Regions from separate parts of the Mus musculus genome. Here region 2 is linked to region 1. Evidence: chromatin contacts called from public Hi-C data. All regions are on one chromosome and are shown on one strand. The core of a region is the stretch at or near the end of the contact, and the rest is flanking DNA. Distances in the headings are between cores, read along the strand shown. Region 1 overlaps Gm31814 (a long non-coding RNA gene). Region 2 has its middle 9.7 kb from the start of Gm38456.

Evidence for each region. A called contact is a pair of places that touch in the nucleus more often than the background predicts.
Region 2: a Hi-C map of liver shows a contact between it and region 1, with 2.2 times the contacts expected there. The contact joins two enhancer-like sites. A contact is called at or near these places in 2 of 15 datasets of contacts at CTCF or cohesin (the NIH/3T3 cell line and pro-B cells), 4 of 484 Hi-C or Micro-C datasets (the BV-2 cell line, bone marrow-derived dendritic cells, liver and 1 more) and 2 of 115 datasets of contacts at active chromatin or transcription factors (bone marrow-derived macrophages and pancreatic cancer cells).

What each region holds. Positions count from the first base shown.
Region 1 is chr16:24,197,368-24,201,702 of GRCm38.p6, forward strand. The region is part of intron 1 of Gm31814 (a long non-coding RNA gene); the gene reads right to left. Among named protein-coding and RNA genes, the nearest start is that of Gm32126, 40 kb to the left of the region's middle. Within about 2 kb of position 2,579, at least 76 of the 459 cell types and tissues checked have an H3K27ac peak or open chromatin away from gene starts, as enhancers often do. A contact at or near this core is called in liver, where this site is marked.
Region 2 is chr16:24,303,769-24,308,103 of GRCm38.p6, forward strand. No RefSeq gene overlaps it. Among named protein-coding and RNA genes, the nearest start is that of Gm38456, 9.7 kb to the left of the region's middle. Within about 2 kb of position 1,768, at least 4 of the 459 cell types and tissues checked have an H3K27ac peak or open chromatin away from gene starts, as enhancers often do. A contact at or near this core is called in liver, where this site is marked.

The DNA of each region.
Region 1 (4,335 bases), core at 1,329-3,828:
TCTGACCTGCTTGTGTTGTACCAATGAAAACCAAAAGCACTTTGGGGTGTTTTTGTTTAGGAGATCAGCAACCTAGGATGTTGCTCTGGGCAACTTTTACACATGTCATTTCCAGGCTTCTGTTACCAAACGGACCAAAAGGACAGGAACCTGGTGATGCTGACTTTAGACATCAATTCATGTGTGTGTGTGTGTGTGTGTGTGTGTGTGTGTGTGTGTGTGTGTGTGTGTGTTTTAAATCTATGACTGCTAGAGTCACCCAATCACATTGAAATTGATTTTTAAGATGTTGCAGGTGTGCTTCTATTCCTTAAGAAAATACCTCTGGATTTTCTAGTAAAAATGTCTGCCGGCTTTATTTAGTCAAGTTTCTTTCTCCCTTCTTTTCTTTGACAATGAAAGCAGGTTTGGTGCCAACACTCAGATCTGGCAGATGTTTGATGACACATGTTCCTGATAAATGTTGATTACATAAGTTCATTCACGCTAGCTACCATAGCTTTTGAGGCCTCGCTGCTACTTAATATAAACTCTCCTTGGAAACCAGATGTCCGACACACGCCACAACAATCTATTTTATTCATCATTCCTCTGAGTCCTCTGAGTCCTCTGGGTCCCCTGGGTTCTCTGGGTTCTCTGGGTCCTCTGGGTGTCTGGTTCATTGAAGCAGGAAAAGATCCTGGTACCCAGATCCTGATTCTGCCATAAGTGAGCTGCGTGGACCTGGGAAGGCCACTTTATTACTCAGAACTTTAGGTTGTTCATTTCTAAAATCAAGGGGTGGGAGCTGTAATTGACAAGGTCTCAGATGAAGAGACAGACTGGGGGTGGCATGGGGAACAGTCACAGTGAGGCAGGAAGACTTTATGGCCATTCCTCACTGGGGATGTACTTGAACATGATGGCATTCACTGTTTTTATATTGGTTGTTCTCCAGTCCAGAAGGAGGGGGTTAGCAGCTTGGGGCTGGAAGGGATGCAGAGAGGAGTGACTGAGGAGAGCTAGGCTGGTGAGATAGACCTGCAGACAGCATTATTACTGCCCTAGCTTTGGGATACTATTTCTGTGACTGCTAAAGGGAAAGGGCCTTCACAATACTGAAAGAGTAAAATCCTGGAGTGTGGGGGAGGGTCACTAAGCACATTTTCAACCTCAAGGCTATTCTAGATGACTCACTTGGAAGCTTTAATTTTTATGACAGATTATTTTTTTAGAACAGTATTTTTTAGGGGTTCAAAAAGCTTGCATGTAAAGAATTCCAAAGCTGAATGACCATCCAGAGACTACCCCACCTGGGGTTCTATCCCATATACAATAACCAAACACAGAAACTATTGTGGATGCCAATAAGTACTTGCTGACACTCTGCCAATGCCTAACAAATACAGAAGTGGATGCTTATAACCATCCATTGGACTGAGCACAGGGTCCCCAATGAAGGAGCTAGAGAAAGGACCCAAGGAGCTGAAGGGGTTTGTAGCCCCATAGGAGGAACAACAATAGGAACCAACCAGTACTGCCATAGCTCCCAAGGACAAAACCAAAGAAAACACATGGTGGAACTCATAGCTCCAACTGCATATGTAGCAGAGAATGGCCTAGTCGGTCATCAAGGGGAGAAGAGGCCCTTGGTTCTGTGAAGGCTCTAAGTCCCTGTGTAGGGGAATGCTAGGGCCAGGAAGAGTGAGTGGGTAGGTTCATGAGCAGGGGAGGAGGGAAGGGGTAGTGGGTTTTCAGAGGGGAAACCAGGAAAGGGGATAACATTTGAAATGTAAATAAAGAAGATATCTAATTTAAAAAGTTAGGAAACTATGAAAAATAAAAATTAATTAATTAATTAATAATTCAAAGCCAAGTGTTCTAGTAGTCCATAAGGAGTCATGCTGCAGGCTCTTCCTGATGATACTCTGCATACATTCTATCATTTGCTCTTCAAAGCCAGCCTGGGAAATAAAGTGTCAGGAAGACCTTCCTTTACCAGGTGGTAGAAAATCAAGATGCTAACTGGCCGAGCCACTGGTCAAAAACCTCAGGTAGTGGAGATAAGGCTGTGTGTTAGCCCAGAACCCTCACTGCTACCCGGAACTATCCGTTACTACTATGCTCCCAGGCATTCTTCACTGCCCAGGACAACATCCTTTAGCCTCTGGCAGCCAGCTCTGAAGGCCTGGATCAGGGTCATGGCCCCAAGTTCCCCAGACGAATGGAGTGGCATAGATCACCCAGAGCAGCAGGAGAGCCTCGGGTATCAGCTGACTCGCTCACCTGACGTTGTCGGCTCTCTGATGCTCTGGGAGCCAGAGCTGGCAAAATGAGCTCGGGAACCCTCTCCTGACTTCTTATTCTTCTAGAGACTTGGCATTCAAAAACCAAAGAGATTTCCACAGGTCCATCGCCACAGACGTGATTAGGAATTATTTTGTGAAGCCACCTACTAATCCTGCATCCTACTGGCCAAGGTTGGGCAGTTAACAGTTTCTTTAGGGACTTCCATTAGCCAACCTAACCGATAAAGTCCAGAGGGACTAAAGCAGAAAGAAATGTGACGGCCTATGAGTCACTCAGTCTCGACCTTCAGCATGTTTTGAAAACGCATTGTGAAATGCTTTCCAATCAATACAGCGCTGGGCAGTAACAAGGCTGGGTGGGGGTTGTGCAAGAAGGGAAGCGGACCATTTATGCTGGGTCATTTGAGAGGCTCCAAGTTCTTACTGAGAGAAGGACCTAAAAACACAAGGTCCCCATAACAGCGTTTAAACGGAATCACAGAAAACCAAGCACCAACAGGGAACAAAAGTGGACACCTTTCTTCTCGGCAGAATAGCGAAATGGGTGGCTTATATTTACACCCCCAAGCTAGAGAGTCTATTCCTTCCTGTCAAAGTCCAAGACTGGTGTTAACCCCAAATGGCTGCTAGACGCTTCCATGCTGCCGACAGCAGCCTAACCTTCAGGCATTGCGAGCAAGTGAGTGATCTAGCAAGTGTCTGAGGTGAAGGAAGCAGCTGGTGAGAGGCAGGTGCACAGAACGCGGAAGCTGAAGATGGCTCAAGGTCCACCTGCCACTTGCAAGGCCTCTGACTGTGGGAGCAGTCACATTCCCTGTCAGACCCTTTTCTTTCTACCAAGGAGAGAAGGCATCTGCCCCATGGATCACATGAAACTTGAAAGTGATGAGGGCCATGCAGACTCTTTGCAAGCTCCACATGCACACAGAGGACTATTATTAGTGGAAACCCATCAGCATGATTTTGCAAAGGCAGATGGAAAGAATTTCCCACTTAAAGAATGGCACTCAGGTATGACTTTGTGGTTAGAGGCCAAAACCAATCCTGAAGATGAGCCTGTACACATGACAGAGAACATTTGGGTACCAGTTGGTGCCAGGCTCAATTAGTTGCTAGCTTGGGTGCCTGGGAAATGCTTAACAACTGTTTCTACAGTGGTTAAAAATAAATAAATAAATAAAAATATAAGATTGGCTGTAAGTATTTGCACCACAGCGCTATTGAGGCCACAATATCAGTAACACGGGGTAAGGAAAAAAGGCCCACAGCTGGCCCACACGTGTAAGTACAGCCAGATCAGGCTCTGCTCCCCACTAGAAACATCTGAAAGATTAGTTGGTACAAGTACTTTGAAAGCCCATTCGACTCATGCCACCTGAGTTTTAACAAACAAAGCCGCTCCATGTCTTCCTCTAAAGCTTCAAATGAGAATTCGTACTTTTATTTAAACTTGTCCTGGTCATTGTTGCAGAGAATCTTAACTGTGTCTTTGTCAAAATTGTTGGTTCCTAAACCACAAGCCTGACATTGTGCGTATGTGTGTGGAGGAGGGGGGAGGGTCAGGGGAACCCTTGGTTTTCAAATCTAAGGACTGAAGAGTTGATCAAACAGGATAGGATGGAACAGTACAGGGAAGAGGAGAAAAGTCTGGGACCGATTATTAGCAGTCTCAGCGGTGACACTTGTACGGGTGGCCTGTTTTCTGAGGCCCAGATTCTATCTGTAAAATGGGAAGTGCTCTCTGCCTTTGCCTCACTCCCAGCGCTACAACGGAGACTTAAGCGCTAGCGCAGGGGCAGGAGTTCTGAAACCAGCAACCTTGTGTTGGCTTTGAACTGTTGTATATTTACTTGGATATTATTACTCAAACATGGATTTGATTTCTCAGCTTCAGAACTGATGATAAGTAGGACTCGTGCTGGGGCAGACAAGCCCTGCCCCGCAACTCAAATCCTATTTCTGGAGGCTGGGCCCCTGTAGAGTGTCTGCAGCTAAGTATAGCTGTGCTCAAGAAGGGCTGTAAGACCCACAGAACAGCCCCTGAGGG
Region 2 (4,335 bases), core at 518-3,017, 110 kb after region 1:
TTACAAGAAAGTGTCTATTAGGAAGACTTCTATCTTGTTTTCTTTCTTTGTTTTGTTCTTACCAGTCTTGGTGATGGGGCAATACTGGGTATTTTGAATGAGTTTTCTAGTGTCCTTTCCCTTTCTATACTGTGGCACAGTTTCAGGAGTTTTGAAGTTATCTCAGAAAATGAATTCAGCAGTGGGTCCCTTAGTCCAATTTTGGGGGCTCACGTGTGTCTATGAATTTGTCCTTTTCTTATGGATTTTCCAGTTTGAGAGGACCTAAATTTTCAAAGTATTACTTAATGTTCCCTGGAGGGAACCTGTTGCAACTACCCCCTTTCTAATCTCTAGTTTTCACTTTGAGAATTCTTTTTGGTCTGTTTGGCTAGTGATTTGTCAATCTTGTTTATCCTTTCAATGGATTTAACTTTTTGTTTGATCAATTCTGTGGACTTTTATTAAGTGTGTACATCATATTGTGTAAATATGTAAGTACATAATCTTTATTGTTATTATTTTTTTACCTGATGCTTTAGGGTACGGCTGGTTCTTGTTTTTATGAAGTCATGAGTTATATATGACTGAGTTAGCATTGACTATCAACTTGACGCAGCCTAGGATCATCAGAAAAAGAATATCAATTGAATAATTGCTTTCAATGAAGCTGGTCTATGCACATAACTGTAATGAGTTGTCTTGAACATTTTAACTGCTTTAAAAAAACCAAGGTTACCATGGGTGGCACCATTGTATAGGCAGGGGCTCCTAGACTGTAAGAAAATTTAGCAAAGGGTCCGAAGATATGGGCAGTGATTAAGAGCATTTACTATTCTTGCAGAGGACCCAAGTTCAGTCCCCAGCACCCATGTCAGTGGCTTACAATGCCTATAACTCCAACTCCAGAGCATCTGGACACTTCCTGTGGCCTCTCGGGGTACTCGCATACCTCTTTACAAATATAAACACAGAAACACATACATACCTATAATTAAAACAAAACAAAATAAGAAAACTAGCTAAGTATAAGCCTGTGGATGCACCATAAAGGAAGAATGAGTGAGCCAAGGAATTAGCTGGCAAGCAGCTTCCCTCCACGGTCCTGTCTCTTGCTTTCTGCCTTGAGTTCCTAACCTGACTTTGTTCAATGGTTGATTGTGCACCATGAGCCAAATAAGCCTTTCTTTCCTCTAAAGTACTTTTTGGTCGTGGTATTTTATCAAAGCAGTAGAGAAGTTAACCAATACAGTCAGGTTATTTACTTGAGATCTCTCTGGTACTTTGTGAGCACAGTCACTTATAGCTATAAGCTGCCCTCTTAGATCAGCCTTAGCTGTGCCAGTGGGGTTTCTAACGGGTTGTACTTTCATTGGAACCTGTTCTGGGCACATTTTAATTATCTAAATGGCTCACTGTTTGTAAAAGAGCATATTAGCCAGTCTCCATATGTTTTGTAGCTTCTCTTGTTATTGGCTTCTAGTTTTTCATTATTTGTTTTTTTTATAGCAGGTCTTCCTGCAGACCTGCCAGTGGTATAATGACACGGGTGCTTTTAAAATAGCTTAAAGCTCAGCCCTTCAACTGGGGCAGTCTCCAGCTACCTCATCCAGCTTATCCTGACGATCTTGCCTATGACCTACCACATGACTAGATCTACATCTTTCTTTGCTCCCCATCTGTTCCCTTTGGTGTCCCTTCTCTGACTCTCCCATTGCTGCATTCTTTCCCTTCATTCTCTCTGTCCAGAAGTTCCACCCTCCTCCTTCCTGCCCAGTTATTGGACATCAGATGTTTATTACAGCCCATCACTAGTGAGACAATCTCTGATACAATTCTAGGTTGCCCTGGGCATGTGAGGAAGGACAAATATTTACAAAACAGAAAAATCCAGTGTCAGGCCAGAGAACTGATAGCACCAAAACCCTGCCAGCACTCAGCTCTCTGCCAGTGCAGAATTAACCATTGAAAATGCAGAGTCACCCATTGTGAAGAAAAGTTATCGCTACACTTTGGATTTGACTCCTTTATTTTATGTTCATGAGTGCTTTGCCTATATACATATCTGTATACCATGTGCATGCCTGGTGACCTAGAAGTCAGAAGAGGGCATCAGTTCCCCTGGAACTGGAGTTACAGACAGTTGTCAGCTGCCATTTGGGTGCTGGGTCCTCTGCAAGGTCAAGTGCTCTTAACACTGACCAACCTGGCCTGCCCTTTCACTTCTAGTTTTAATCCATCATGACCTGAGAAAATATAAGAAAGTAGTGTAATTTTCTTGTTTTGTTTTGTTTTGTTTTTTAGTTACTTTATATCCTGATCACATCTTCCCCTCTCACCTCTCCTCCCAATCTCCCCCTCTCATCTCCTCCCTCTCCACCCCCATTGTCCCATCCTCTCTTTCTCTTCAGAAAAGGGATATCCTATCCATTTGGCCCATCACTGGATTTTCTACAGATATCAACCCTCCTTGGCATAGCAATTTGTGGCTAAACTAGGCCCATCTTCTCTTGCGGAAGCTTCACAAAACAGCCCAGTTAAGGGAAAGGGATCCAAGGATGGTCAACAGGTTTCAGAGACAGCCCCTTCCTCTGTTGTCAGGACACCCACATGAAGACTGAGCTGCACAATTGTTACCTCTGTACTGAGGGCCTAGGTCCGTCCCATGCATGCTCTCTGGCAATTCAGTCAACTTGGCCATATGGGCCAAGGTTAGTTGATTCTGTAGGTTTTCTTGTGTTGTTCTTGACTTCTCTGGCTCCTTCAATCCTTCCTCCCCCTCTTTCTTTGAATTCCTCAAGCTCTGACTAATGTTTGGCAGTGGGTCTCTGCATCTGTTTCCATCAGTTGCTGGGTGAAGCCTGTCAATGAGAGTTATGCTAGGTTCCTGTCTGCAAGTACAGCTTGGCCAACAGTCATCAACTGGTCATTCCCTCAATTTCTGTTCCATCTTTACCCCTGTATATCTTGTAGGTAAGACAAATTTTGGCTCTAAGGTTTTGTGGCCGGGATGGCATCCCAGTACCTCCACTGAAAGTCTTTTCTGGTTGCAAAAGATGGCTAGGAGTCTTAGCTATGGTCACCCACAAAGATTCCTGGGGATTTCCATTGGTCTGTGTTTCTAGCTCATCCCAGAGATGTCCCCTTCTCTCTCCCCATACTCTCTCTCTCTCCAACCTCCCCCTACTTATCCCTCCTGCTCCTTTCATCCACCCCTGATGTCTATTCTATTTCCCCTTTTCAGTGAGATTCAAGCAACCTCTATTGGGTCTTCCTTATTACTTAGCTTTTTTGGTTATGTTGTAGCATGGCAATCCTGTACTTTATGGCTAAGAACCACTTATAGGCGAGTACATTCTATATTTGTCTTTCTGAGACTGGGTTACCCCACTTCTGATGATCTTTCCTAGTTCCATCCATTTGCCTGCAAGTTTCATGATGCCAGTATTTTTAATAGCTGAGCAAAATGCCATTGTGTACCTGAGTGATATTGCATTGTGTAAATGACCCAATTTCCTTTATCCATTCTTTGGCTGAGGGACGTCTAGGTTGTTTCCAGTTTCTGGTTATTATGAATAAAGCTACTATGAGCATAGTTGAGCAAGTACCCTTGTGTTATGGTGGAGCACCTTTTGGTATATGCCCAGGAATGGTATAACTGGTTGAGGTAGAATTAGTCCCAATTTTCTGAGAAACTGCCAAACTGATTTCCAAAGTGGTTTTAAAAGTTTGCAATCCAACCAGCAATGGAGTGTTCCCTTGCTCCACTGCCCCAGTTCTAGAATAATAACACAGAGGCTTATATTTATTTACAATGCCTTTGGCCTTAAACTTGTTCCCAACTAGCTCTTAACTCAAGTATCCCATTCATACTAATCTAAATTCTGCCACATGGCTGGTTACTTTTCCTCAGTTACATTCATCTGACTTCTCAGGGGCAAAAGTCTTATATTGCCTGACTCTTTCCCTGAGTACCTATGTTCTCTCGCTGCCAGATGACCCATTGTCTATTCTGCATTTTGCTGTAGGCCATGAGCTTAAAACAATCAGAAGGTGCCTTAGTCAGGTAAGGAAGGACAGAAACACATTTACACATAGTGCATATAAACAATTTACCTACACACGACATCCTCGCCAGCATGTATGATCACTTGAGGTTTTGGTTTTGGCCATTCTGACTGCTGTAAGATGGAATTTCAGAGTCATTTTGATTTGCATTTCCCTGCTGACGGAGGATGTAGAACACTTGTTTAAGTGCTTCTCTGTCATTAGAGATTTCTCTGTTGAGAATTCTCTGTTTAGAGCTGTACTCCATTTTTTAATTGGGCTATTTGGTTTGATGTCTAGTTTCTTGAG